2 separate regions of the Sus scrofa genome follow, and region 1 is linked to region 2. The links are chromatin contacts, called in public promoter capture Hi-C maps. All regions are on one chromosome and are shown on one strand. The core of a region is the stretch at or near the end of the contact, and the rest is flanking DNA. Distances in the headings are between cores, read along the strand shown.

Region 1 (3,732 bases), core at 57-2,556, 110 kb before region 2:
CAGTAGAAACACCTGATATAACCTCTGGGGGTAGTTATTTTTTTCTTTGAAATAAGGGCAACCTTTTTCTTCTTCTTTTTTTTTTTAAGGGCCCCACGAGTGGCACACTTAAGTTCCCAGGGTAGGAGTCGAATCAAGAGCCACACAGGATCCGAGGCGAGTCCGGGACCAACACCACAGCTCAGAGCAACGCCGGATACCTAACCCAATGAGCAAGGCCAGGGATGGAACCCGAGCCTCAAGGATACTTGTCGGGTTTGTTACCCGCTGAGCCACAATGGGAACTCCGAGGGCAACTTTCTGAAATCATATCTCCAAATGCAAAAATAATTACTGACTACCCTCTCACCAGGCTGTTTTAATTGGAAAATGTTTTTGTGCTTTAATTGGTTTTCAGGCCAGAACCCAGCTCCCCCGTCAGCTCTGAAACCCACTGCATTCAAATTGGCTCCTGAGAAGAGCTGTGGCTGTAGTGACGGAAAAACCTGAGAATAACCTTCCATTACCGCACAAAACCAGCAGTAGGGGGAGCTCTAAGATACAAAGTGGAGAAAAGGCGCTTACAACTTACCCAGGAGTGCACGGAACTCCAGCTCAACAACAAATTCTAACCAACACAAGGCAAAACATAGTATCTTTTCAGCCACAACTGAACAGAGAAAAACGAAGCTACTAGCCAACACAGTGTGCCAAGCTCTAACTTACTGATTCTTATCAGTTGAATAGGAAACCTGTCTATTCTCCTTCATGCCTCCAAAACCTAGCAGAGTGGCAGCATTCAATGCCTATTTTCGCAACTGAAACGGTTTCCCTTTTACAAAAACCAATAGGGAGGTATCTTTATCTCCAATTTCACACCGTTGGAAAGTGAGGCTTAGACAGCGGATTTGCCCAAATTCATTAAGTTGTTGCGGCGCTCAATACCCAGGTCGGAGAACTCAGAGGCACGTCTTTTAACCGCCAGCGGCCTGAGCGGGGCCCTTCGCCGGCCCCGCCTCCCGCTTCGGGCTTCGGTCACCCCGAGCCCCCGGCCGCGCTACCTGGAGCACGCAGTCCGACTGCAACAGACACGCGCCCAGGTCCTCCTTCACGCCCGCGCACGCGCCGCCCTCCGGCTTGTCCTCGTAATACCGAGGCATGACCGCGCCTCCCGCCCGCCGCGGCCGGGACACACACGAGTCTGCAACCGAGCCCGACACGGTAAGACGCCAGCGACCCCGCACAGGGCGGAACCGGAAGCCGGCAGCAACCACTTCCGGCGAGCGCGCTTTGGAGGGCGAGACCCAGAGGCCGCGCTTGCGCACGCGCGGCGAAACTGGGTCACGTGACGTGGTGCGCCTCCAGCGTCGCCGACGTTGCTGAAAGGGAAGTTGGTCCAGCGGCTGCTGAGCTCGGCTGCTGCGCGGATGTGCTGGGTCAGTTTGGAGCGGGTGGAGGTCGCCGCGGGGCTCTAGGTGAGACCTGCCGATCGTCGGTTCCGCGCACGTCTTGGGCTCGCCCCGGGCCTTTTCCTCTGCCGTCTCACTGCCCTGGGTCACCTGGCCCTAGAGTGACCGCGCCCAGGTCCGGCTGCTCGGCCTGTGGTAGGACTGCCAGGCAAAATCAAGGAGGCCAGTTACAGTTGAATTTCAGATAATTCAGTAATGTTTTGCTATGCGTATGTGCCACGTAGTGTTTGGGACCTGCTTATACTAAAAATTACTCCTGTATTTGAAATCCAGATGTAACTGGGCGCCCAGTGTTTTTATGCTTAATCTGGCCGTTCTATCCGCGGCCCGGGTCAGCGGGAAGCAGCTGGGCCTGGAAGGCGCTGCTGGCGTCCCGGTGGCCTGGGGCGTGAAACTGGGCACTGAGCTGCTGGCACGGAGCGTGGGGGCTGGACTCCCACGCTGTCATTCCCCACCTAAACCACTTACTTTGGAGTTTTGGTTTGTTTTGACATCACATTCTAGGGAATGAATTACGTGCTGGTTATACACTGATGGACCTGTCTGATAGGGCATTTATTTTACCTCGTCCATAACATGGTTTCTGTTTGGCTTAAGCAAAGGCTTTCCCCTAAAAGCCTTAGTTGGTTAAGAGCAAAAATTGAAGGGTGGAATTTTGAGCCAGAGTACGTGAGTTGGAAGTTTGTTTCCAACACTAGCTCTGCTCTTAAGAGGGTCACTTCATCCTCCAGCGCCTCCGTTGTCGCTCTCAGCAGTAGCTCGCTGGGACCGTGGTTGAGGATCTAGGGAAGCGAAGTGTGGGGAATGGATGGACCGTGTAACAGTTCAGAAGGGCGTGGGGCAGCCCTTGCCTGAAGTGTAATCAGTTCTCCAGCCCCCAAACCGGCCTCAAAACCACCTGCATCCCCTTTTAAGCCCTCTTCTTAAGGATCCGAGCCCAAATGTAAAGTGATCTCCCACCTAAATAATTCAGAAGAGGGGTGCTAGCCAGCCATTCCTTCGGATAACTTGTAAAAGAGTTTTTTCTCTTCCATCTAGGAAGATGTTACCAAGTACTTCAGTGAATTCCCTATCCCAGGGGAATGGAGCACTGAATTCCAGGGATGCAGCGAGGCACACAGCTGGAGCAAAACGCTACAAATACCTGCGCAGGCTTTTTCGTTTTCGGCAAATGGACTTTGAGTTTGCAGCCTGGCAAATGCTCTACCTGTTCACGTCCCCACAGAGAGTTTACAGAAACTTCCATTACCGAAAGCAGACAAAGGATCAGTGGGCCAGAGATGACCCTGCTTTCTTGGTCCTATTAAGTGTCTGGCTCTGTGGTAAGTGTTAGTTTTTTTGCAATAAAGTTAAAGAATAAATTGAGTCTTTCAGGTCGGACTTGTCATTTCGAGAGTCTTTTGTTATCATCATGTCACAGGTCACAATTTGAGGATCTCTGAAACTGTTTCTGCCTTTCTGGAGCCTCACAAATCTCACAAGACGGAAAGTGGTATTCTTCCTGGTTCTGAAGGTCCCAAGCAGATGCCAGAGTAACCTGTTTCCTCAGAACTTTGAAAAGCAGAGGACAGAGTCACCCCATGTCTTTTTTTTTTTTCTTAAGGCTGCACCTGAGGCATACATAAGTTCTCAGGCCAGAGGTCAAATCCGAGCTACAGCTGCTGGCCTACACCACAGCCACAGCAACACAGAATCCGAGCCACGTCTGTGACGTATACCACAGCTCATGGCAATGCCAGATCCTTAACCCACTGAGTGAGGCCAGGGATTGAACCCGAATTCTCATGGATACTAGTCGGATTTGTTTCCACTGCGCCACAACGGGCACTCCGTTCCATGTCTTTCAACTACCATGATAAAGAAACTGGTACCCAAATGCAAACTTCCTGTGAAAAAGGACTATTGAGCTTAGAGATTGCATTTTGCGGTCAGCCCAGTGCAGAGTGGGAGTTGTAAAAGCACTGATGGGAACTCGAGAAACTACTTTTAAGTTCTCTTGTGGTACAGTGGAAGGGTCTGAACCACCTTTGGGGTGTTGGATTTTTTTCACCTCTAACTGGACTTGAGTATATGCATGCCTTTTCAGCACTGGTGGTGTTCTGTATATTGGGGCTACTCTGGTGAACCATAGACAGATGGGGGCGGCCTCGGTAAAATTCACATATCTCAGTTGGCCCTTCTGTGTTCCCAGATGATCTGCATTTCTTAATCAGTTACATCAAACACACTTTTGGGGTTTTGATTACATACTTTTGGGATCTGAAAGGCAGAGACAAGCCCTGTA
Region 2 (3,854 bases), core at 676-3,175:
TGGCTCTGGAAAATCCTGGCTGTCTGACTGCCAGAATGATCTAGAAAGAATCCAAATGCTGAGCCGTTAGAGTGGTTACATAAACGATGACATTAAAGCACAGGGGATTTTACATAAGCACCACAGGAGACCTCGGTTGATACCTGAAAGAGTCTGGACAAAAAACTGAGCAGAAACACAGAGCAGTAGAGTATGCGCAAGATGACAGAACCATTCAAAGAGTGATAATCAAAGAGGCTTTTTGTGTGTGTATCTAATACCACAAGATTCTAAAGACAACACACACACACACCACACACACACACACACACACACACATAATGCTTATAATGTCTTTATCTAAGAAAAAAAGATAAATGGAATGGGAGGTTCCAAAAGTTTTAATCCTTTAAATAAGACACAGTTTAAAAGGGTCAAGTTTCTCTGTTACCATAGCTCTCTGAATAGATAAATTTCCTGATAAGAAAAAAATCCATATACTCTTTCTATGGTCATTTCTCTCATACCCTAAGTAGACTTTTAAGGCCAGTCATCTGTTCTGTTCATGTCAGGGACAAGTAATAGTTCTCCATTTTTTGTTGTTTGGCCACACTCACAGCATGCAGAAGTTCCCCAGCTGGGCCAGGGATTGAACCTGCGCCACAGCAGCGACCTGAACCACAGCAGTGACAGTGCCAGATCCATAATTCATTGCACTACCACGGAACTCTGACAAGTAATAGTTTGATTAACTACTCAAAATTCTTCTTAAATAAGTTGTCCCCTTTTGGAACAATTAAAAAATCTAAGATGTATATATTTGTCTGCGAAGAAGGAAAGTCTTTAACAGGTTTTTCATTCATTCTTCCCCAAAGAGTTCCTTCCAAAATTAGAGCCCGACTCAGAGAAAAGAGAAAAAGAATACAGTATTTGCTCAAAACACAGAGCATGTTTTTCTACCAATATCAGATTATATTACACACACACACAAAGAAAAAAACTGTTATAAATACATCATTTGTTACCTTCATACAAGTCAATAAAATAAGGCCAGCAATAGCGCCTTCAAATAACCAGGTGACAAGAACTCTAAAATACCAAATATAAACCTCCATTCTTCCTGCCAACAATGTTCCTTAAATTAACATAAGGAAAGGAGACATAAAAAGGAAGGGTAGGAATTTACTGCAAATATTTTCTCTTCAAAAAAGCCAACTGCATTGTTCTTGAATGTGGTTCCAATCACTAAACAAATAACATTCCTTTAAAAAAAACAGTTTAATAGTCTAAACAAAATTAATTTAAATTAAAAAAATTTTTCAAATCCAAATTCCATCTCACCCACTTCATAAATACCTTTGCCTAAAGAGCAATCTGTCAACACATGCGGTTTAAATCATTAACTACACAGCACCTAATCATTAGTATAATCAGCATGTAAATTTCTTGAAGGCACTGATTGTGTCCTTTTAAGTGTTTTGTACAACATCCGGTGCAAGGAAGCTTATTAAACATTTATGATGTTTAATAATAAGAAATAAAATGCCCAAACAAAAGTCTTTATTATTCAACTTGGCTGCCGCTTATAATATAAACCACTGATGAGCATGTTTCTCTGAGTGCAATTACAAAAAATCCACAACAAAACAAAGCCCATTCAAATCAGAAAGTCTGCCTCCTCTGTCCAAGAATACTGTTTCATTTTTGTGTCAGAAAGAAACTGGCAGGCTGCCAGCAGATAGCATGCAACATGCAGACTGCAGGGGCATTTAACTTAAGCACTGGTGCACACTTGACAAAGCAAAAAACCTAGGACATTCCAGGCACATTTTTGGAGATATTTTCCTTACCTTTCCCATTTTGCCACGTGGTATACCAAGATAAAGTAAGGAACGAAGTGATAAATGCTAAAACAGTGGCTACAGTTCCATTTCGGAGCCTCATCTCATTTCACCATCACTGGTTCAAATGTTTATGATGATAACCAAGACTGTTTCTTTTTATCTTGAAGTCAACTAAATCCAGCTCTCCTGGCTCTAGACCAATCAAAACCATCAATAGGAGAGCTTCATTTCAGATGCTGGGCAGAATTAAGTCTGGCAGCCACACCATCCACAATTACTAGTCAGGATTGTCGTACAGTCTTCATAGGTGGATGTCTCAGGCTTCTTTCTTCCTATTCAGGGGGAAGAGAGAAAGAAAAACTTGCTTGATGCAAAATATTGGTTTCTTTATTTATGAGTCACTGTAATAAACAGATTTTTGGCTGGGCGAAACGGACTCATTTAATATATGAGAATGATATGGTTGTTTTCCTCCAGAGCAAAAAGCTTCCAACTATACACTCTCCTTGGCTTGGTCTGATCTGTGGAGATAAAGGTCTCGTTATTTATGCAAAGGGGGAAGTGCTGAGGCTCATTAAATAATAAGCCACAGATTCCAAGCTGAGAACTCTATAAAGATCACTCAGTGGATCCCTTGTGACATCATCTTCACTTTCCTCAATCCTTTTACTGCACAATAAGTAAATAGTTAATATTTTCAAATTGTTCAAGAAAACTGACAGACTACAATTTTCAAGGGTCAAAAGCCCTAGATCCTAGACGCAGCTCCATCATTACCTATGTGACTTCGGGCATGTCACTTATCTCAGCCTTGTGGTTTCACCCCCCCCGCCCCCGGAATGACATCATTACCCGTGCTGGCTCCTCTGGTTCTCATAATGAATAAAAAGGTTATGGTTATGGAGTTCCCGTAGTGGAGCAGAGGAAACAAATCCAATTAAGAACCATGACGGTACGGGCCTCGATCCCTGGCCTTGCTCAGTAGGTTAAGGATCCGGCATTGCTGAGCTGGAATGTAGGTCACAGATGAGGCTCAGATCCCGCATTGCTGTGGTTGTGGTGTACACTGGCAGCTGTATCTCCGATTCGACCCCTAGCCTGGGAACCTCCATATGCAGTGGGTGCGGTCCTAAAAAGCAAAAAAAAAAAAGTTACAGTTATGATGCCTATTGGTCATCATCATAAAATAGATGTAGTTTTCCCAATGATTAACCCTACCACCACCACCACCCCGGGTGTAAACTGGGACTATTTAGGCATTTAGAAAATGCAACAATGCAACACTAGAAGCCAGGATATATCACTTAACATTGATTTAACTCAGGAAATCTGGAGATCACCTCCCAGCCAGCAAAGCTGTTCAGAAAACGGAATGAAACCAAGTTCTTAGCAGTACTTAAACACAGTCACCCAGCACATAACAGGTTCTCAATAAATGTGAACTGTATTAACAAACCAAACCAAACAAACCAAGCCAAAAAACCCTGCATCCAGCCACTCACTACCAGTTCAGGAGGCTCTGTACACAGCCACTCCCAGTTATTCTCATTCCCTCGGGGCGAGTCAGGCACTCTGAGATGTGCATTGATTCCTGGTGGCCTCAGGGGGACTGTGAGATGGACTTGGCAATACATTAAGTGACACTTCGGTGGGGTGCCTTAATGCACCTCCAAAATGGCCTGCTGGGAAGCCTAGGGACAATTCCCACTGGTGAAGAGTGTGGCTGATTAAAGGGGCCATTTGTAGGCAATTCAGAAACTACTCTCTCAGCTGGTTTGTAAAAGTGAACGTTGCTAGAAACCTCCACTAGTGAAAAAAGATCACCAAGGCATAAGATTCATAATAGTCATGAGAGACACTCCTACTCAGTGAGCGTTTCCTGTGTCCCTCACAGGTTCTAAAGCTTCACAAACTCCCATGAAGCAGGCATTGCTCACCCTGCTTTACACACAAGGAAGTGAATGAACCCAGAGACAGAAACCTGATTTGCATGACTCTAAAGTCCAAGCGCCCATCTCCCATCCTTTGCCT

The links. Promoter capture Hi-C pulls out the DNA fragments that hold promoters and counts their contacts.
Region 1: a contact with region 2 is called in a promoter capture Hi-C map of liver, with 10 times the contacts expected there. The contact joins the promoter of UNC50 here to the promoter of MGAT4A in region 2. A contact is called at or near these places in 3 of 5 promoter capture datasets (fetal liver, fetal skeletal muscle and liver), 32 of 47 Hi-C or Micro-C datasets (adipose tissue, alveolar macrophages, blood and 16 more) and 2 of 2 datasets of contacts at active chromatin or transcription factors (alveolar macrophages and skeletal muscle).

The regions. Positions count from the first base shown.
Region 1 is chr3:55,674,569-55,678,300 of Sscrofa11.1, reverse strand. UNC50 (protein unc-50 homolog) reads left to right here and starts at 1,306. Exons shown (of 7, transcript XM_013987864.2): 1 at 1,306-1,454; 2 at 2,487-2,770; 3 at 2,869-2,940. The coding sequence starts at 2,491. It overlaps LOC100524554 (cytochrome c oxidase assembly factor 5), which reads right to left and starts at 1,259. Exons shown (of 3, transcript XM_005655200.3): 1 at 1,041-1,259. The coding sequence starts at 1,139.
Region 2 is chr3:55,563,004-55,566,857 of Sscrofa11.1, reverse strand. It overlaps MGAT4A (mannosyl (alpha-1,3-)-glycoprotein beta-1,4-N-acetylglucosaminyltransferase, isozyme A), which reads right to left and starts at 1,925. Exons shown (of 15, transcript NM_001315622.1): 1 at 1,830-1,925. The coding sequence starts at 1,923.